Regions from separate parts of the Mus musculus genome. Here region 1 is linked to region 2. A link is a contact called in public promoter capture Hi-C data. All regions are on one chromosome and are shown on one strand. Each heading gives the region's core, a stretch centred on a gene start, on an enhancer-like site or on the middle of the called end of the contact. The rest is flanking DNA. Distances are from core to core; before and after follow the strand shown.

Region 1 (6,668 bases), core at 3,462-5,961, 95 kb after region 2:
CAACTGGACAATAGTTGGTCACTGGGTCAAGTCATCAGGAAAGCTGCAACACACAAGTGTGATTGAGAGACAAATACCTCTTTGACGTTCTGCAAGGTTTCCGGAGTGATCGTGAAGTCAACAGGACTTGGGGTCAACTTCCCCTTCTGAGGCTGAAATGGAGGTAAAACCACAGTGAGCCTATCAATGGAGGTAGGACCATGGGTGGAACGGCTTTTCCCTCCCAACTGAAATGAACAGCAGCTGGAAGGACTTGGTGCTGAGTGCAGTGCTGGGGTCTGGTAGCCTCTGCCCAGCACTGATGGTGACAACATACTGAGTAGCTGGTCAGAACTGCTCATGAGCTGACACGGGTACTCTACCCCTGCCCTGCTCCTCGGAGATCCCTGAGAGGTTATGGAGCAGCCTTTTCAGCTTCCTGAAGGCCTCAGAGTGAGTTCCTGAGGTGGCTCTGGTGCTATCGCAGGCAGCTCTCCAGCCGAGGGTTCTTCCATGGTCCCTCACAAGTGCTCTAACTCAGTCCTAGAACTCCTTAGGCACAGCAGTCTGATGGGTAGAGAGATGGACTGGCCACTGCTGGGCTGAGAGTGGTGCTAACAGAAGGCAAGGGGCAAGGAGCAGCTGCCTCCCTCCGTGAGACTGCACCTAGTGAGGTCTGAGAGTGTACTGAGATGTATCACATAGTTGATTCTGTGTGATCATGTAGGCCTTGAAGGACTTGCTATGACCCTCCACAAGGGGCTGCAGCAGTGGTAGTCTGAAAAGGCACAAAGTGTGCAGATTAGACAGACACAGGCCTGAGCATCTAATGTGTTCACATGGAGCACTGAGTGCCAAGGAAGAGAGCAATTTCTCTATGGTGTGTTTGCCGCAGCAACTTTGAGGGCCAAGATGGATGTCTCCTTCGCAGAGATGGAACAACAGTTTGCTTAATGTTGTTGTGAAGTGGGGGTCCCTACAGTGAGGCTCAGCCTCTTAAGGTAGCATCACTGAGCTGTAGGGACAGTGCCCATGCTCGTGCTCACGTTGCTGGGTTCAGCAGGTGCCTCGTGTTTCCTGCCAGACCCCACGTACGGGCTTGGGAACAGGTGCTATCCCACACCCCACAAGAGAGCCCAGGGTCTCGAGGAGAGGCTTACGGCAGAGTGAACGATGAATTCACAGGTCTTGGTCAGGTCCTTGGCCAACAGGGACCGCCGCATGTCACAGCGCAGTGTGTACTAGAGGAGAAGCAGGAGACAAATGTCATCTCAGTAGGTTTTGTTCTTACCTAGACACAACATCTAAAGCTACAAGCAGTCAACATATTTTAAGGTCCCTTTGGCCAATGGGTGTGTTCCATGTAGTTGATATACACAAGAAAAATTAATGTGCAAAGTAAGGGCATTTCTAAACAAAACACACACAACTGTTTCCACAGCCAGGGCATGGAGAGGTTAGAACAAAAGCTAAAGGGCAGAAGAGAGTGGGACACAGGAAACACTGGCTTTACACTTGGCTTGTTTACCTTTAGGACTATGTGTGGCTTTTTTGAGCTTGTCACTGTGGAACTCCTGCTGTGAGGGACCCTGTCCTTCTGAGAAAGGCACTGTAGTGTAGCTGCTAAGCTCCCTTGGGTGTGGCACAGGAACTGTGGCCTCAAATCCCTGGCCATAAGCTGAGGATGCTTAGAAACCAACCCTAGTGCTAGACTTCAGAAAAAAATATTGGGCAGCTGGGGTATGGCTAAGTGGCACTTGTTAATATGTGCATCATCCTAGGTTCCATTCTCAGCATCATAAATAATACCCCAGGCCCTCATATAATTCCTTTTTAAGCAACTTACCTGTTTCTTCAATCATATAGGAAAGACTTAATTGTGTCAGAAATAATTTTCTTACCTAGGACTACATCATAGCTATGAATCTTGTAAGAAGCTATACTCTTAAGAGCCACCTTTCCACATGAAATAAGTTCCTATATATCTGAGATAGTACAGGAAGATAAAACATTTTTATAAGAATCACCTCTTGCCTGAAAGAACCTTAAAATTTATATATATATATATATATATATATATATATTCTCTAGTGAGACTGCAATCTGTTTTCTCCATACCAGACAAGCTCAGTGAGGTCGTGTGTGTGTGTGTGTGTGTGTGTGTGTGTATCTGTGTTGGGGTACTGCCCACCTCCTGGACATCATATGCAGTGAGGTAAGTCATCCTCTCTCTAGCTTACCTAGTCTGATCCTTTCCCTAGTCTGGCCTCTACCATCTACCTCTCTCAGTGACATTTAAGGGACTGAAGACAGAATTCTCTTTTACTGAGTCTTGGGTCTGCAAGATGGAAGCTGCACTTGCCCAGTGACAGCCAGCTTTGCTCTAATAAGGGAGATAACTTCCTGAGGACAAAGCCAGTGTACAGGAAAGCCAAGCTCAAATATTCTGGGGCCCTGGTCTCCAATCTGGCTAAGCCTGGCCTAGAATTCCTGGTTCTGGGATACAGGACCTTGTCAATCTGAGTTTACTCTACAGTTTATGAAAGAAAGGACTATACAAAGCTTGAGACTAATAATCTGTAAATGAATAGATCATGGGATCTGCTGGGAAAACAGCAGGTGAAACAAGGAGACTAAAATTCCTGTTATGTTCTAGAGGGAGTCAAATTCTCTCTCATCTACAATGTCAACTAACTTACAATCAAGCTGGAGAGATAGCTTAGTGGTCAAAAGCACTTGCTGTTCTTGGAAAGGAACCTGGGCTTGATTCCCAGTACCACATGGTGGGTTAAAACCATCTCTATTTAACTCCAGTTCCAGGGAATATGACACCCTCTTCTGGCCCCCATGGGCACTCCATGCACATGGTGCAGACACATATGCAGGCAAACAAAAACATTTTTAAAAGAGTTGTTACTGGCACTTGCCTGTAACTCCAGCACTTGGGAGGCAGATGCAAGTGGAGCTCTGTGAGTTCAAGGCCAGCCTGGCCTACGTAGTGAGTTCCAGGACAGCCAAGGCTGTACAAGGCTACTGTAAGGATAGTCATCAACTCATGTTCATCACAGAGGACACTGTGTGACAGGCCTGTGCCTAGCTCTTCATGTGATTCTCTTACTAATCTTCTAGCAACAAAGTCAGGCAGGCTGCTGGGGGTGGGGCACAGAGGTGGGATGTAAACTGACAAAACCTACACCAAGTTCTTATACTGTATGCTGGTTGGACAGTAACTAGAGCCCATCTCTGCCTGCGGGGAAACCCTGGGTCTTCTTACTTTGTAACTAACTTTCCTAGGCCCCATGCAATGATCTATGTGGGGTGAGCTCAGGACGAGGTCAGAGGGCATCAGGAGGCCAGAAGGTACAAGGTTGGATTTTTTGTTTAAGGTTTAAAATTATGTGTTGGTAGTGTGTGTGTCTGTGTGGATATGTGTATATGAAGGAAACTCACAGAGGCCAGAGGAATGGAGCAAGAGTTATAGGTAGTTGTGAGTTGCTCACTATGAGTACTAGCAGCTGAACTCTGGCCTCTGCAAGAGCAGTAAGTGCTTTTAACCACTGAATCATCTCTGCAAAACACACACACACACACACACACACACACACACACACACACACAGTATTTTTAACGGTAGAAAGGGTGAAGAGAATTTTTAAAAATTAACTTTGAATATGCAATATTAGCAGATATGGTGATACTGATATTCATCTGTGCTATAGTATAAAATCTTGCCAGTTTGGCTACAAGAGCAGAACTCAGTAAGAAATAACAAGCAAGCTAAGCTTTTGCAAGTCAGAAATTTAATGCAGGTTACATTTTAAATTCCTTATTTTGTCTCATGATTTTTTACACTATGCTATTACAATATTACCTCAATTATAAAAGAAAAAGTTCATTGTGTCTATATAATTTGAGAATGTATTAGGGTTTAACAACAAAGCTTCTATTCTGAGTAATGCACCGATATTCATTCATGTGCTCTTCAGAGAAGGCATGGCCAGAAATGGGTACCATAAACGACACCTTGGGAATCCCTATGCTGAGATGAGACATGGGATCACAGAAAATCATGGATGACATTTGCTTACTGACAAGCATGGAGACTAGGAAAAGACCTGTCAAACAAAGGGGGCAAGGATGGATAAAATAGAGCAAAAAGCCATAATCCTAGTTTTTATTACGTATATTTGCACAAGAGAAAATAAAACATTTGCATATGAGCTAGAAATTATTTGAGGATTTATGTTAATTTTGATAAAGACGGTTATCTATGGTGCTGTATGATAGAACTCTGGGTTTGTGGGAATGGACACTAAAGAAGTAAGACAAGTAAGTGCACACAGGCTCTGCAGCTAACTTTGAAATGACTCAGAAAGTAAACACAGACGACAAAGAACGGCAAGGCTGGGGATGTAGCTCAGTGACAGAGCCCATGTCTCACATGTGTCCAGCTGGGTTTCCACCCCAGCTCTGCAAGGGAAGAGACTAACCAATGGTGAATGGTGATGAGCCCACATAAACCTGAGGCTCAGCGAAGAGGAAACTGCATCTTTACAAAATGCTGAGCTGTCTGGGCCTGCATACAGACCCATGCTGTGGCTGAGGTCAACCCTGAAGTGGTAAAATCTGATGACCAAGGAAAAGGTTGGGCGAGGGGATCATTAACCCCTCTAGAGAATTAGCCACGCACTAATACTTTCGTGACTAGGAGTTCCAGCACATACACAGTCTACGCAATCACGGCACACACTCTGCATCTGTACTCTTAGCAGCATCTGGAAAAGGATGAGACTTTGAACTTAACTGGAAATCAATAAAATGAATCAGTTTCATCATTTCAGTGACAATAAACAAAAGAGACTATGACCAGGAAATCTATCTTATCCCAATAAGCTTGCTGTGTGTGTGCGTGCGTGCGTGTGTGTGTGTGTGTGTGTGTGTGTGTGTGTGTGTGTGTGTGTAGGATAGCATAATGTGTAGTGTGTGTGTGTGTGTGTGTGTGTGTGTGTGTGTGTGTGTGTGTGTAGGATAGCATAATGTGTACCATAGTGCACATGTAGAAGTCAGAGGAAAACGTAGGGAGTAAGTTCTTCCTTCCATGCAAGTTGTAGAGACAGAACTCAGGCCTAGCATGAAGCATCCATTCCATTACACACACACACACACACACACACACACACACACACAGGGCCACAGAAACCTGAAGATGCCCCCCAGAGCTAGAGTTCCAGGTAGCTGTGAGCAGCCCCATGTGGATGCCAGGAACCAAACTTGGGTCTCTTCAAGAGCTGCACGGAGTCTTCACTGTTGAGCGCTCTCTAACGAAACTTTTGTAATATTTTTTTTTCATGTGTTTAGCTTTTGTATGTTGCTGCCTGAAGCAGGTATGTGAGAAAACCCTGAAAACATGTCTTCATGGAAAGCAGGCTGTGCCACAGAGTATGCACTCCATGTTCTTCACCTTGACAGGTTTCTAACAGTTCGTGAAATTTATGTAAGAATAAACCTTTAGCCGGGTGAGGTGATGCACGCCTTTAATCCCAGCACTTGGGAGGCAGAGGCAGGCAGATTTCTGAGTTCAAGGACAGCCTGGTCTACAAAGTGAGTTCCAGGACAGCCAGGGCTACACAGAGAAACCCTGTCTCGAAAACCAAAAAAAAAAAAAAAAAGAAAAGAAAAAAGAATAAACCTTTATTAACCCTCCCAAATGGTTTGAAACTTTTTAAAAAATGTGCTAGATTTTAAGCAAATGATTGGTATTTACTAAGTGAAATGTGATCAACTAAAACTTAATTCACAAATCAAGCAACTTTCCAATCTCCTGACTTTCTGTGCATCCTAAGACTGCAGGATTTTCTCAGTTAGCAAGGAAGCTGTCCCGCTGCAAACTACACAACAGTACCTTTCTCTTCATTGAATGAGGGACGGGGCCTCTTCCTCTGGCTGAGTCATGACTGGGCTCTGCTCCTGAGACAATAGCAACTGTGAAAGCCACCCCTCACCAGCAAAGGTAGACAGGAAATCATAAATCCACTTCCCCTCATTTACAAGGTTTGCTCAATGAAGAATACAGCCTATGTTGAATGGGCAGCCTTTGGGTATTTATTCCACAAAGAGATACTCATAAGAATAAAACAGACTAGTTAGTGCTGATGCCAGAAAGAGGCTGAAGCACATCTGGGACCCTGGTGGTGTCACTGTGGCCTGAGAAAAATGCGGTAGCACAAAGGACCCCTAAGGAAGAAATTATAGCCACAGTGCATAGTCAACACAAGGGTCACAGGGGCTCAGAGCGTGACTTTATGTCACAGCTTGTGTGAGGCCCACGGTTTAATCTCTAGCTCTGCAAAACCAGTAACAGTCATACACAAAATGCAGTTAGGACAAAATGAGAAAACGATACAGCACACACAGGAGCAGTCTTGGAATCAATCCATTATTAGACTTGAGTTCAGTTATTTCAGTGAGAAAAAATAATCAAGCTGGTTTTCAGCAGAAAACAAAAGCGGCAAGTAAGTGGAGTTAGGCACTCACCTGAATGTTGACAAACACGCCGTGGTAAGTCTCATACAGGACCTTGCTGCCTTTCACAAGCAGTGGGAACTCAAAGGGGACCTCAGTCTTGCCACTGGGAATCTTTCCTGGCTTCAGCACGTCTATGGTGCTGTTGATAATCTGGATCGGCTGTC
Region 2 (6,120 bases), core at 2,807-5,306:
TGAATGTGGAGCAGTATGGCCATGCAAGTCCTAGCCAAGGAGTTGCTGAGATGACGCTTGTACCTGGCGTCCTTCTTTGTCTTGGACACATGACTTCAGCTTCCCAATGTCTTTCAAAGGCTACAGATAGACTTGAGTGTGCTTACAGGTAAAGATACAGTAGCCAGCGTTCTACATTTGATAATTTGACAGTTAAAATAGATTGGGGAGGGGAAAGAATATGATACTGTTTGAAAATTTAAACATAATCAGAAATGTAATAAAAATTAAAACAGATGAAGTTTTTTTTTGAGACTTTGTTTAGAGGCATTGGATACCAAAGCTGTTAAAACAGGAAGCTGTAGTTACTTTGTCAGAAATAGTTGTGCTGAACCACCCTTCGCTTTAGGTAAAGAACCTCCTAGTGTAAAGCGTCTCCTAGTACTGCGAATGTGTAAAACCTGCGGCAGGCGTGGGACGTTTTCAGACTGTGGCACTTGGCTGTCAAGAACCTGGAGCTGAGTGCTGTAGCCTGTGAAGAAGCCCTGCAGCTGCGGCAGTGTAGGCACGACGTGACGGCTCGTTGTTGTTTGTCCACCTCCAGGGCTTACATACCTAGAAACTCATCAGCACCTGCTTTTAGGACATCACTTAACTTTGTGGAAACAGAAAGAGGTTTCAGAAAAACTAAGTACAAAATGGCAAATGGTGGCGATCAGAATCAAAAGGTAAGCTTAGCTAAGAACTGATCATTTCCAGTGTGAGTAGGATCGCTGGTCTCAGTGATGCTTCGGTGGTAGATGTTTTGCTCATATGTGACTTTTTTTTTTTTTTTTGTATTGATATCGAGAAAATAATTCTCCCACATCAGGCAACCTGGCCATCTCATAAACTACATAAAAAAAGTTAATGTTTAAATTTTACAGGATTTACTTTGAAGTCACAGTTAATTTGTTTTAAAAATAATTTTCTAAATACTATTAGCCACTTACTTCTGTCTGTATGTCCTCTGTTTCTGTCTCTCAGCCAGTCTCTTGGGGACAAGCAGCAGTATAGTCTAGTAGCTAGGTCTCTACTGCTCCTCCTCAGTGATGCAGGTTTTCCTTCCCTGATCGCTTGTCTGTGGGGTAATGGTTACTTGGTGTTCTGCCAACCACCACCCAACTGCTGTTGTTGGGGGCCCAAGATATTTCTGTCATTTTGTTGCCCTTGGCAGCTATGATTAGCCCTTAGCTAAGTGCTGTGCTCAGCACATATCTTATGTTTAATGTTTTGGGGTTTTTCCAAGTATCATAAGGCCTCTAGCCTGACTTTGATCAGATGTCTCAGATACATGTGTCTGAGCGTTCTCAGACTTGTAGTATACAAAGCTGAATATATGTATGTTTGACTTCCACATTTGGAAGGAAATGGGGGCGGGTAGTTGATGTTGGGTGGTGATAGGTAGAAAAGGGAATTTTTTTAAATCCTATATAAATACTCATTTTGTAGATAATACAGAAAATGCCCAGAAAGTTTCATTCCAGTTATACACACCTCTAATGTGTATAACTGTGTGCTGGAGAAGCACCTAGGTATTATTCAACAACCTCTACATCAGGCACCATGCCAAGTGTCAGACAGAGGATTGTCGTTCTAGAATTTGCCATTTCTCTTGGGTCCTCATTGTTGTTATCATTATGCTTGCTTGTTTGTACAGTTAGGAGTCATGACTAGCTGTGTTTGTAGGTCTTGAGTGAATCCTATCATATTCTAGTTAAATTCTGTGTGATTGCTGATTCCTTGGCTGTATTGACTTTAAAAACCTCACTAGTTTTATTTTCACGGGCAGGTGGCAGATGAGGCTTTGAAGGGGGACGATTGTGACTGTCATCCTGAATTTCTGCCACCTCCAAGTGAGTAGTCTTTTACTCGTTGTTGCCATCCAAACCTCTGCTTGAAAGTTTGTGCAAGCTTCAGTTGGTTTTATTGTAGTTCTTCTACATGGTGATGCTTATAGTAATATTTAATATAAAAAGTAGCAACATACTTTAGTCACTGTTTCACCACTCCAGTGAAATGCCTGACTTGGGTTGGTGATAAGGTAAAAGACCTGTCTGTCTGCTCGAGATTCTGAAGGGCCATAAAGCAAGTGGCCAGTGTTGGCTTAGGTGTGCTGAGAGCTGTAGGTGGTGATGACATCAGAAGTGTGTATAAAAGCTCATATCGCAGACCAGGAAGCACTGAGAGAGAATACACAGCTGGAGCCCAGAGCTCTTCTAGGGGATTACTCATGGTGACAGAGACTTTTCTTTGGGTCCCCATTCTGCCACCCTGGGGACTTTGTGACAGTTTCAGGAAAGCATGGAGGGGGCCATGAGCAAGTCAAGAGCACTTCTTGTTCTTGGGGAGCACTCAGATTTGGTTCCCAGCTCTCTACAGTGAATTCAGTTCCAGGGGACCACATCTTTCTCTGACTATGGTCAGGCACTAGGTACTCAGATAGTGCACAGACATGTGCAGCATGAATGTATGCATAGACATATATTCATATACATAAAATAAATGAATCTTTTTTTTTTTAATTAAAAAAAAAAAGAACAGACAACATTGAGGGCTAGGAAGACGCTCAGTGGAATACACAGTTCCCTAGAGGAGCAGAACCTATGGAAAGAACAAATGCCACAGGGTTTATTACAGCGAGTCACATGACACAGTCTGGATACCCAACATCTGTCCGCACACTGGGGAGGCTAAGAGCCCAGTAGTGCTCAGTCCACAGGGCTGAGGGCCTCAGTACTCTGTCTACACCTGAAGGCCTGTAGGATTGCTGAAGAAGCTGTGTTCTCATGTTAGTGAACAGCACTAGTATTAGCATTGGTGGCGACAGTGAGATACTACAAGTTGCCAGTTTGGCAGGAAGCAAGCAGAAAAAACAAACAAGCAAACAAAAATAACAGCTTTTTCCTGGGTTCTTTTCATCTATTTATTTATTTATTTATTTATTTATTTATTTATTTATTTTTGGCTGCCATGGGAAGGGGATGCCCATGTTTACAACGGGTCTTCTCACTTTACATAATCTGATCAACAAAGTCTTTTATGAGTATCCCTAATGGCTTGTCTCCAAGTTGAGCCCAGATCCAGTCAGGTTGACAGCCAAAGTCAACCGTAAAATTGTTAAGGTGGTTCTTGCATAAGCCTTAAGGACCTGAGTCTGCTCCCCAGCACCTGTCGGAAAGCCAGACATAGTGGCACATGCCTATAGCACTGCCACTTGGGGATGGGGGGCAGAGACAGCACTTCACTGGTTAGCCAGTTCAGCTGGGTCTACAAGGTCCAGGTTTGGTGAGAGACCGTTCTGTCTCAAATGGTGGTGGAACATGATTGAAGAAGACAACCAGAGTTGACTGCTGGACTCCACACACACATATGAACCCACTAACAAAAAGAACACATTAGATATTTATTTCAAATGAGTTCTGGCTTTTCATACTTTTAATAAGTTTAATTTTGTAAATCCAGTAAATTTAATGCAAAGATAAGATGCATTGCTTGTCGTTTGAGCATTGTCTCTTACTACTGAGAATTTTATTAGTGTCTCGTCTAATTACAAGAGTCCCTGTAGTATTTCTTCCTTAATTGATCTCCCTCAGAAAGTTTAATACCACAGGAATGGCTGTTAAGTTTTTGAAACATAGAAACCGAGGTTGTCTCACCTCTTACACGCTAGGGTTATGGTTGTGAGCCACCTCACCAGGCTTTGATTTGTCTTTTCTATATAAAAAGTACTGTTTGTTTTTCTCATATCAGAACATTTAACTACTTTCGGCTCAGTTTAAGGATGATTTTACGTTGTCGAGAAAAGATGTTTGTTCATTTGGAGGGATGTAGCAAAAATTCCACAAACTGGGTAGTTTATTTCTGTACAGGAAAAGCCCAGTGCCCTGGTTCTGGCAGATTCAGTGTCTAATGAAGCACTTTTCATTGTTTTAGATGGTTGTGTTCTTGTTGTGTGCTCACATGGTAGAAGGTGGGAAGGCATCTATCCACCCGGAGGTATGATGTCACCTATGGTCTAATCAATACCTGGAAGGGTCAGCCTTCCTACGCTCAGTTTTCAGCACTTTACTTTGCACAGAGCAGGGCATTCGGAGCATACGGGTACTTTCACTTTCAGATGAAACTTGACTTGGTTCAAGTGTGTGCGTCAACTGTATGTATGTGCTCATCTGCAGATGAGATGTGGGTGTGCATGCTCTGTGTATTCCTGGATCGCCCTTTGTATCATATTTTGACAAAAATCTTCCTAAATCAGAATGTACACATCTCTGCTTTTTACAACTGAATCTGAGAACATAGAGAATTCATGATGACACAAGAGTCACTTACCTCAAGCTTTCGTGGTGTTCCTTTTAGGGTTCTTGACGCAGGATTGTTGGCCTTGACATTACTGACATCCCATCATTCCCTTTTCTTTCCCTTGTTGGTTGATTTTTCTTTTCAGTGGTTTGGCTGGCTTCTGTTATCCATTTGTCTTTCCTGCCTGCAGTTCTATCTTCTCTTGGGCTCCATTTCTATATATCTACTCACTTAGTGCTAGCAGTTTCCATATGGTTAACATGTTAAACACAGGCTTGGGAGTTCAATACCTATTGCAATCTAACAGTATGTGAAACCCCTTAAGGACAACACTTTAAAAGTTATAATAAGTTATTATTATGTAGCATGTGTAAATAATTTAAATCTTGTCCATCCATCGGCATTTATATTCAGAGAAAGAACTTTAGGCCGCAGAATTACACTTTTATAGCTTCGTCCATGCCTGTACAGCAGAGATCAAGTTCCCAGCACCCATAACCATTGGTAACTCCATTCCCGGGAATGTCAACATCTTCTTCTGACAACCACTGGCACTAGGTCCACGTGTCGGCAAAACGCACATAAAGAAGAAAGAAAGAAATATAAGCATTAAAAAAAAGAGAGAAAGAAATCAAACCAGAATTCTGCTTTTCCAGAAGGTTTTTATGTTTGAAGACATCAAAGTTGTCTGTATCTGATCGTGTCTGTTGCCATCTCTCCACCTTCTGTCACGTACACCCTGTCCCTCTTGCCATACTGTCTTCTAACAGACACAGCTGTGAAAATGTGACTTTTCTGACCCCCCAAAGAAGCAGCACCTTTCTTCTTCTTGCCCCTAACATCTACCTTTATAGCCCATTTCTGCACTCATGGAGCCTTTGGCTAGCATATCTAACTAGTATTTCTGAAATGAATGCCAATCTTGATTTGAGTAATTTTTCAAAATCCTGATTAATCTTGAAACCAAACAGCTTTTCCAGTATATTCCAGCTGATGTGATTTTTCTCCCTGATAGGATGTAGAGGGGAACTAATATATCAGTGGCAACTTGGGGTCTTTTTATCTCATTGTATTTTGGTAATGGTTTGCTTACTAAAGTTATTTGTGTTTCTTCCAGCCTAGTTATAAACTGCCTGAGAACGGGAACTGTTGCCTATGTCTCTTTTCTATAGACTTGAGATTAACCATCCTAATTTTAATAATATCCTTATAGCCCTGCATCATCACCAGCTTGTCCTGATTTACTTAAAGTTGTATTCACAGTCTTATTCCCGTTTATGTATGCTTTTCTTGCAGTCCAGTTAATATACACGTTTATCACTCGTAGTCTTGGAGGATTTATGTACAGGTTTCAGGAACAAATACTTTTATGTTCACAGGTCAGCCTCCAAGACACAAAGGAAAACAAAAATCACGAAACAATGAATCAGAAAAGCCCAGGTTGGTTCTTCTCTAATTTTCTAAGGAATTAATGGTGACTGCCTTGGATTTACAGTCACAGTTTGGGGGAGATGGCGGCTGCCTTGGATTTATACTTAAATTTGGGGAGGAACCAGCATGTTGAATATTTTTGTTGAGAAAATGAGGTGATTTTTTTTTCCCTGTTTACTCAGTGTTTGAAGTGACTAACATAAATGCACTCGTTTCTTTTTGTGAGTAGAAAGGCTTTATTTTGACAATGTTTTACAGTTCTTGCTTTTTTTCTCCTTCAGTTCTAATTCAGAAGTGAGTTTACAAGTAGATTTGAAAAGCATTTTGGAGAAACAGTTTTCAAAATCTTCCAGAGCTGCACACCAGGTA

The links. Capture Hi-C pulls out chosen DNA fragments and counts their contacts.
Region 1: a contact with region 2 is called in a promoter capture Hi-C map of liver. The contact joins two enhancer-like sites. A contact is called at or near these places in 1 of 39 promoter capture datasets (cranial neural crest), 2 of 484 Hi-C or Micro-C datasets (differentiating embryonic stem cells and nephron progenitors) and 4 of 9 other capture datasets (adipose tissue, embryonic stem cells, liver and 1 more).

What each region holds. Positions count from the first base shown.
Region 1 is chr16:94,504,225-94,510,892 of GRCm38.p6, forward strand. It overlaps Vps26c (VPS26 endosomal protein sorting factor C), which reads right to left. Exons shown (of 8, transcript NM_007834.3): 3 at 6,514-6,663; 4 at 1,140-1,220; 5 at 78-152. All of the region lies in intron 3 of Gm31323 (a long non-coding RNA gene), which reads left to right. Among named protein-coding and RNA genes, the nearest start is that of Vps26c, 19 kb to the right of the region's middle. Within about 2 kb of position 4,712, at least 11 of the 459 cell types and tissues checked have an H3K27ac peak or open chromatin away from gene starts, as enhancers often do. A contact at or near this core is called in liver, where this site is marked.
Region 2 is chr16:94,410,250-94,416,369 of GRCm38.p6, forward strand. It overlaps Ttc3 (tetratricopeptide repeat domain 3), which reads left to right. Exons shown (of 46, transcript NM_009441.2): 14 at 584-707; 15 at 1,811-1,874; 16 at 5,700-5,760; 17 at 6,033-6,117. Among named protein-coding and RNA genes, the nearest start is that of Gm23692, 16 kb to the right of the region's middle. Within about 2 kb of position 4,057, at least 8 of the 459 cell types and tissues checked have an H3K27ac peak or open chromatin away from gene starts, as enhancers often do. A contact at or near this core is called in liver, where this site is marked.